2 separate regions of the Rattus norvegicus genome follow, and region 1 is linked to region 2. The links are chromatin contacts, called in public HiChIP or PLAC-seq maps. All regions are on one chromosome and are shown on one strand. Each heading gives the region's core, a stretch centred on a gene start, on an enhancer-like site or on the middle of the called end of the contact. The rest is flanking DNA. Distances are from core to core; before and after follow the strand shown.

What was found. HiChIP or PLAC-seq counts read pairs in DNA pulled down with a chosen protein or histone mark.
Region 1: an H3K27ac HiChIP or PLAC-seq map of oligodendrocytes shows a contact between it and region 2, with 6 times the contacts expected there. The contact joins the promoter of Prpf19 here to the promoter of Vps37c in region 2. A contact is called at or near these places in 1 of 12 Hi-C or Micro-C datasets (Schwann cells) and 1 of 1 datasets of contacts at active chromatin or transcription factors (oligodendrocytes).

Annotation. Positions count from the first base shown.
Region 1 is chr1:216,963,774-216,967,929 of GRCr8, forward strand. It overlaps Prpf19 (pre-mRNA processing factor 19), which reads left to right and starts at 2,734. Exons shown (of 16, transcript NM_139333.3): 1 at 2,734-2,939. The coding sequence starts at 2,921.
Region 2 is chr1:216,760,382-216,764,712 of GRCr8, forward strand. Vps37c (VPS37C subunit of ESCRT-I) reads left to right here and starts at 1,263. Exons shown (of 5, transcript NM_001396993.1): 1 at 1,263-1,475.

The DNA.
Region 1 (4,156 bases), core at 1,484-3,983, 200 kb after region 2:
CAATAGTGACAATGTCCCTGCTAAGTGCCAGGCACTGGGGTCACACTCTTGGACTCTTGAGAACTAGCAGAGAGTAGTACAGTCTAGTCAAGGAGGACCCAGATACCAAAGAGGATGGTCTAAAAAAATTAATTAAAACAATAGTTACTCAAAATGGGTTGACTAATTAAGCAAAAAACAAAACAAAAAGCCCACCAGAGATTAAGAAAGGATCCACAGAGGGGGCAATACTTAAGATGAGGCCTCAGTTTGCCCTGGAGGGTCTGGCCGGGGCTGGAGATGGGGAAGGAGTTGATGAAAGGTAGCCACATAAACATTTTGAGCCACCTACCTCGGGGACTGCTGGGGCCACTGAAGGGCCAGTGTGGCTGAGAGGAAGATGAGGTGAGACTGCAGGAGCTTGGTTGATCAGATATCTGTGGTTTCTGAACTGACGCATGTCCTTTATTTAGGTCTCAGCAAAAATGTTGCCACCCTTTGGGCTGGTGAGACAGCTCACTGGGGAGAGAAACTTCCTGTCAAGTCTAACAACCTGACTTCGATCCCAAGACCAACATGGGAGGAGTGAACCACTTCTCTCAAGGTCTCCTTTTACTTCTATACATTTGCTGTGGCACATGCATACACATACACTAAAATAAAATTCAAGTGCTAAAAATGAACATCCTCTCTCAGGGGGCATACCTTTCCCATACCCTGCCTAAAGCAGTCGCCCCTCCAATCCCCAGTACCATCTTCTCAACCTGCTCTAATTTATCTTGTATTTAGAGCACCTACCCCTGTCTGGAACTTTCTTCTTATTGTTTATGTGCCCATCATCCCATAGACTGAAATCTATGTCGGCAGTTTTTTTCTTCATCTCATTTCTGCCTCTTAGACCAATTAGATCACATTCAAGGTTTACGTTGGCTATATTTTGTGATTCTAGAATTGGGTAAAACTTCATTCTGTAAGCCAGAATGTGTTCTGACGCCTTGGAGGGGAGTGATTTCCTAGACAGGAAGCAGGAATAAAACAAAGGAAAAGGACGGAGTATGTTTTCCTTGGGAGGTTGGGAGAAGAGGAGGGAAGCACAGAGCTAGCTGGTTAATAGATCAGATCCCTCCTGCTTACTTTTCATAAGGACAATGGCAGCCAGAACAGAGTTATGTTTGCTGCAGTTGGCATGGCTAGAAAATGTGGCCTTCACCTCTTTCTGTCCTGGTTTCTCAGAAGGTCAGAAAGCTAGTTTTAATTTGGTAACATGGAACTCCAGTGTGACTCACTCCATTTTAGTTTTACTTTATCTACTTACCTTTTTTCTGAGGTAAGTTCTCAATGTGCCACCAAGCCCAGACTATTTATTTATTTTAGTGTGTGTGTGTGTGTGTGTGTGTGTGTGTGTGTTGGAGGATAATATGCAGAAGTCAGTTCTCTCCTTCTGCCACGTGGGTCTTGGTGACTGAACTCAGGTATCAGGCCCAGCGGCCGGTCTGGTTTTTGTTAGAGAAAACATAAACAGTTGGTAGGTGGCGGGGAACCGTTGTTCTAACAAATATCGGAGGCAGGCTACTTTAAAGAAAAGAGGGCCCTCTTGGCTCAAAGTTCTAGAAGCACAAGGTTCACAGGGAATGACACAGGCAATGTCTAGGGCCTCTTCTGGTGTCACAACTATGGAAGTCAACTCATGCATTTGTGCCTGTTCACTTTCTTTCCTATAAGAACCCCACCAGGATTCTTGTTATGTCCTATTCTAATTCCAAAGATCCCACCTCTAAATGCCACAGTTAAGCCAGATAGTAATGACACATCCCTTTGATTTCAGCACTCAAAAGGCAGAGACAGGAAGATCTTTGAGTTTGAGTCAAGTCTTGTCTACAGACTGAGTTCCAGGACAGCCAAGGGCTATACACACACACACACACACACACACACACACACACACACACACACACACACACACAAACCCTGTCTTGAAAAACAGAAACAAAAATGAAACCACAGAAAAACACCATAGTCCTGTTAACTTTCCACTCTTACGGTTTGTTTGTTTATTGGGACATGCTTTCTCTACACAGCCCTGATTGTCCTGGATTAGAACTCACTGTACAGATCAGGCTGGACTTGAACGCGGAGTTCTGCCTGGCTCTGCAGCTCAGTGCCTGTGCTTAAAGACTTGTGCAAACACACCCATCAACTTTCCATTCTTTTAAATATTCACATAAACGCCAGGAATTAAATTCCCTCGAGTTTAGAAAACAGACTATATTTAAAACGTAGCAGGCAACGAAGCCAGGGACTTGCCCAAATTCCCAGAGCAAGAGTAGAGACAGAACCTAGACAGTGTTAGCTTCTTTACTCATTTGTGCTTTATTTACGGGGTCACATTGTTTCTCAAAAGGCAGCCAAGGAACACAGGCTCAGAATCATACCTACAGACTCTCTAAGGCAGACCCTAGGAATCTGCATTTTTACAAGCTCCTGAGAAATCTGTCCTGCACACGAACATTTCAAAGACTAGTGTTCCCTGGGTGACAGCAGCTCCGCCTCAAAAACAGCCTTGGCCAGATTCCTAGGTTTAAGATCCCCGCAGCCTCATGGGAAATGTAGTTTCTGCTCTCCTTCCCGCCTCAGGCCTCTTGGAAAACTCGCCGGAAGAAGCCGAGCCAATGCGGAAACAGCCGAGTGTTCCGAGGCGGGCCTTTTCCTGCTCGGTTGCATGCTGGGAAAGGGCAGTTTCCGTTAGCTGCAGAAGGCTGAGGCGCGCCACCGGCCACCTCCCCACGTGAAGCAGTTGTGCGAGCATCGCCACGCCGGGCAGCTGTCTACCCGCGTCCGAGCGCTCCGGAAGCGGCGGGGGACCGGAAGTGGCCCGCGGAGGCTGCAGAGCTAGTCCGGGAACCCGCTGTGAGGCGACTGGCAGCAGCGCTACGACGGCGCCATGTCCCTGATCTGCTCGAGTGAGTGCTGGCTGCGGCGGGAGGCGGGAGCGTGTGCGGCCGCTGTGGCTCGGGCCCTAGAGCCCCCGGCCCTGCGTGCAGGGTGCATTTGCGCAGTGATGCGCAATTCACGTAGCTGGGAAGAATGACTGTCTCAGGGGTCTTTTGAAGCCAGCGTCGTTTTACAGAGCTGAGACAGGCCTGAGCAGAAGTGGGGGGAGGAGCTGGTGCAGTGAAAAACAGCTCTTGGTGTCAAAAACCCGAGGACGTGTCCAGGATCCGCCTCCGACTGTGATCTGGGCTCTAGCGGGTTTGGGCCTCAGTTTCCCCACCTGCAAAATTGAAAGCATTGCAATGGATATTGCTTGGGAAACCTCGCTTAGGAATTGGAGTTTCTGATTTGCAGAGATCATGCAGTGACTTCGAGACCAGGGCTGGAAGCCAGGTGTCTGGCTTCTAGCCTCGCGCAGTATGACTAATGAAAACAGCGAATGTTTAGAAAACCTGTATTGATTTACGATGCATTTCCAAACGGTGATCTCATTTTATGCTTACAAGAATTGTCTGAAGGGAAATAAAGATCCGTGTGTTACAGAGGTTGTCGGAAGACTTGAAGAATGGGTTTATCCAGGGGTGTGCGACGAAACTAAGCCATGGAGCTCGGTTCTTTGAGCCTGGATCCATGGTTTTCCCATGTAGTATATGGTCTTGTCTTTGGGTGTTGTATTACGGCATTGCGGGTGTTCTCCCAGTTGTTTACCCCATTACTAGTTTCCTCACTTTCTCTCTTTCCCTCTCAGAACGTTGCCATTAATTCAAAGAGGGAAAGGAAGGAGGGAAATGACAAACAGAAAAGGAAGTCTCATAGTGAAGAAATAGCAGTTTGCAAAGTATTTATGAACGATTTGTTTCCTTTTCATCTTTGAAACAACACTCTTACATGCCCAGGGCCATCCTTCCTCTGGTAGGAGAGGGAAAGCTCTCAGAAAGCTTCAGTCGTTGAGTAGTGAGATAAACCTACAGAATAGGACAGGAAAGCCATATACAAAAATAGGGATTTTAAGTACTGAAACAAATACTTAATTACATGTGCATGGAGTCCTGCAAAATTAAGTGACTCTAAGGGAAGACACTGAGAAGGATAGGAGCTTGAAGCCTTGGGTTGTTGACTCACAACCTATGGGAAGGCGAATAGAATTATGTGATGAATAAGAGCTGTTTTGTGATGTGATAAGTCA
Region 2 (4,331 bases), core at 13-2,512:
TGGGAACGATGATGATCATTTTAGATCTAGAACATGAAGTAGAAAATTTGGGATATCCTGTCGAAATTCGATGACCTAAAAGAGAAACTCATGAAACAGACGTTCCCAGGAAAAAAAAAATGGCCAGGGCTCTGTTTATAAGGCTGGTGACGAATAAGAACTTGATTGTGGGGGTTGGGGATTTAGCTCAGTGGTAGAGCACTTGCCTAGCAAACGCAAGGCCCTGGGTTTGGTACCCAGCTCCAAAAAAAAAAAAAAAAAAAAAAAAAAAAAAAAAAAGAAAAGAAAAAAAAAAAAGAACTTGATTGTAGGGGTTGGGATGCTGCAGATACAAGGTCACATTGTCCCATAATTATTGTTAGTCTCCTTAATAACCATTGCTCATGTCTTACCACATATCAATGTGATTATCAGGTAAACCTTTTGGGATGCAGACTCCAAAGCTAAAATGTAGTCAAACAGCATCTCAGACCCAAGCAGAGATTTCTCCTAATTCCTCATTATCTACTGACCTGATGGCCTCAGAAATGTATCTGAAAAATGCCTTGGTGTATGCCTTGTTCTGTTACTTTACAAACTTCACAAAACACTTCTACATTGGAACAGGTTATTTAAGTCAAACTGAATTTGTGTCCCATGTCATGGTCACTCTTACTTGACTCAGAACAAAGTGTCTCTTATTCCCGTTGAGATGAGAGCTGCTTTGTGTGGACAGAAGTCAGATTCAAGTGCAGGAGGAGGCCTTGCATGACAGAGCCCAGGCATTGACATGGTTTTCTTAGGCTGGAAGCTAATATCCCAGGGTCCCCATAACCACTGTGGCCAAAAGGGAATGGCGTTCACCTCTTAGGTCTGGTTTGTTCTTATCCCTTCCTGGAGCTTGTCACCCTGGGCGAGTGAGGATGGATGAAGTCTGATGCTTACACAGAACTACCCATCTACAGACGACTAAGTGCAATCTAGGGTCCTGACAAAGGGTACATAGCAGGGTCTGAAGGGGACACTTAGGACCTCAGCCATTATAGTCTTAGGGTCAAACTATAAAAAGGAGTGTGCACAGCAGGTCAGGGATACCATGGTGCAAGACTAGGCCATTTGGACTTTCCCTTTGGAAATTCCATGCTTGTTTCTCAGGATACTTCAGAACTTTTGTCAAATGAAGCCAAGCCTGCAAGTCTGCGCAGGCGCACTAGTAATGGGCGGAGCCCTGCGTCGGGGGCGGAGTTAGGGGTGGGGCCTTCTCTGCGCGGGCGGGGCCGAGTGGCCTTCCGCGGGTGTTGCTCCTGAAGCCACCCGCGTATGAGTGCCGGTATCGTGGCCATCCCGAGGCCCACAAAGCAGGACGCCGGGAGCGCGGCGGAGGGGCACTGCGGCTCGCTCCCGGCTGGACGCGGGAGGAAGTCACATCCGGTAGGGGCGGGCTCGTGGATTCCGGAAGTGCAGGCAGCGGCTGATTGCCCGTGGCGGCGGCTCCGGTAGGTGAGCACCGCTGGGGAGGGTCTTGGGCAGCGGCGGACGGTGGCGAACCGTGCTGGGGGCGTTGCCGGCGAGCTCTGAAGCCTTCCGCCGGCTGGGTTCCTGGCCGAGGCCAGCGATTGGGCACAATGGGCGCGTGACTCCCTGTGGGCCTGCGCCCCTGCAGCACGGTGGGAGGGATGGAAGGTGGGAGGCTGTCCTCTCCGGTTGCCTCAGCCCCGCCCCCTCCCACCTATCCGCTAACGCCACGCAGTCCTTCACCCTCTGTAGGAGTATCTTGTGGTCACTATGTCATTGAGAACCTCTTTGCCTCTTGTACGGTTTGGGAAACTGAGGCCTGCGTGTATTCTGACTTGCCCCAGCGATATAGTGGAGTTGGAGGGACTCTGACCTTTGTTTTGCTGGCCTGTGTCTTTCCCCAGGGTAGCAATAGGTGGGGTTCTTCCTCTTTCTTCTGGATCCCGACTTGGATGTCCAGCATGGCTGAGCCATCCTTACTTCTGGGTCTTCCAGGTGTCAAGGACAGCAGTGTATGGTCCCAGCATGTGTCTGGTTCTGCTTTGATTCTTCCCTCACAGCTGGTTAGGGGTGTTCTTCCACTTTTTTGGCGGATCAAGACATTCCCAGAGATGTGTTTGAGTTACTGGTAGAGTTGACTATAATCAGGTTCACATTTCTTGAGTCCAGCCTATACCTTGTCAATCAGATTAGGGCTATCCAGCTTGAGCTAAGGAGCCTCACAGAGTACCAGGGCTCCTTCATTGCTCCATGCCTATTATCCAGGTGTCTCTACCTATAGTGTGTCACTCTATATTCAGTGTCAGCCCTGCAGCTAGAAATGGTGATGAGATAGGGACTTAGAAGGGAAAGACTCTTCTTTGCTTAGTACCTAGGAAGGGACCTGATCTGGGGATTGTGGAATGGAAGGCTGCTGTGTGAAATGGTGGACTCTGAAATGAGTCTTTGTTCTTGGCCATCATAGTGCCCAGAAAAGCCTTTTTCGTAAGATTGTCTTGGAAATCTGGCCCAGTGCCTTTGTCATTTCCATTAAGTAGAAAACATGATGGAGTGCTTCAGTGGGGCTGTTTTTCTGTTGCTGCTTTGCCAAGCAGTAGTTCTGGTTGCATGTTCCGTTGTCCTGTGCTGGGTACTGTTTTGGGGGATGTTTTGAACTGGATTCTAGATACAGAGAACACCTCTGAGTGACTGGTAATCCCAGTTTACGGAATTGGCTAGTATCAACTAGTGAGTGGCTGTTAGGATTTGTTTAACTCCCTTGTCTCTTTTCAAAGCAAATGTGACTTTAACTCTAATACTGCCTCCCAGATGCCTCAGTTGCCCTAATGTGTTGGAGCTTAAGAATTGTTTATGGTAATTCTGGTTGAAAATGCAGAGCCCCCATCTCTGTCTCCAGATGTTATCTGGCCAGAGCCCCAGGAGTTTGTTTTTAACACACACACTGCCTGGGTGATTCAGATCTTGATGCAAATTTGTAGATTTGCTGGGCCAATGGAGCTTGGATATGAGGTGGATATCAGGATTCTTGTTGCCTCTTGCTTATTGCTTTGGCATGTGTTAATGTGCCATTCAGAGGGCTTTGAGATAAATAGCCACATGACTCATTCCTGGACACTTTTGGCTCCTAGTAGTGGGGTTTTTCCAGACGGACCAATGAGGTCATTGAGGACCTGCATTGGAGCAGTTGAATTGCTGTTGTGGGCGGCGGCGGGGGTGGGGAGGTTGTGTTAGCAGTTTCCTCTTGGGATCTGGAGTTCCTGGAAGGTGCTCATCTGTCCCTACCCAGACTGCCCTGTGACACAGGTTTCAGTGATGGCCACAGCCTTTAGGTTGTGTGGGCTTTGGCTGCATGTTCCACAAATCCCTTCCTCCATTCTCTCCTCTTTACCTGCTTTCCCTGGCTGTCTGGGAGAAGGTAGATATCAAACAGGTTTGCCTTGATTGGGCTGGAGTTGACAGGTGAGGCCCTGGGGCTTAGGATGGGCTCCAGAAGGGAGTCTCCACTGTGAACTTCAAGGTAGCTTCAGCTAGCTGGGCCTCTTCACTGAAGACCTGTGAGTGTTTTAACCCCCACAGCGAAGGTATCCATCTCCCCGACAGGTTCTCAAGCAGCAGAAGGAGCAGGCTAGGATTGTGCTGTTACTTTATTTTCCTGCCCCATAAACAGCAACTTTGCATTTAATATCTTTGTGAGCAGAGGGCTTAATGTGTTGGGTACTTTTCCTATTGCTGCGGTAGAAATACCTGGACACAGTCCATCAAAAAAGTGAAGGGGGTTAACTCAGGGCACAGACCTTTCTGAGGTGGAGTGATGGTGGCAGGAGCTTGAGGTGGTTGATCATGCTGCACTGTTGTCAGCCATCAGAGCCGTGGATGCTACTGCTCAGCTCATGCTCTCTGCTCAGTCCAGGACCTCAGCCTATGCTGCTGTCCAAGCTGAGGTGGGAAGACCTCTTTCAATTAAGTGAGTAAGACAGTCCCTCACAGGCCTGCCCTGGTCTCCTAGGTGGTGAAAGACCTGTCTCATTGACAAACCACCATGGTTACTTTTTATTTTATCATCTTTAGATGGGGCCTTGTGTAGGCCAGACTGGCTTTGACTTGCTCTGTAACAGAGGAACCTTGAACTTCACCTTCCTGCTTCCACTACCCAAGTGCTGGGGTTACAGGCGTGTCCTACCACACCTGACTTGTGTCGTGCACGGGATCACACCCAGGGCTTCACCTGGGTCAAATAAGCACTCTTCCAACTGAGCCAGGCCTTGATTTAAACTGTTTTAAATTTGCCATGACTCGTGTTGTGTCCTAGGATGTGGTATATCTTGGCAAATGTTTTA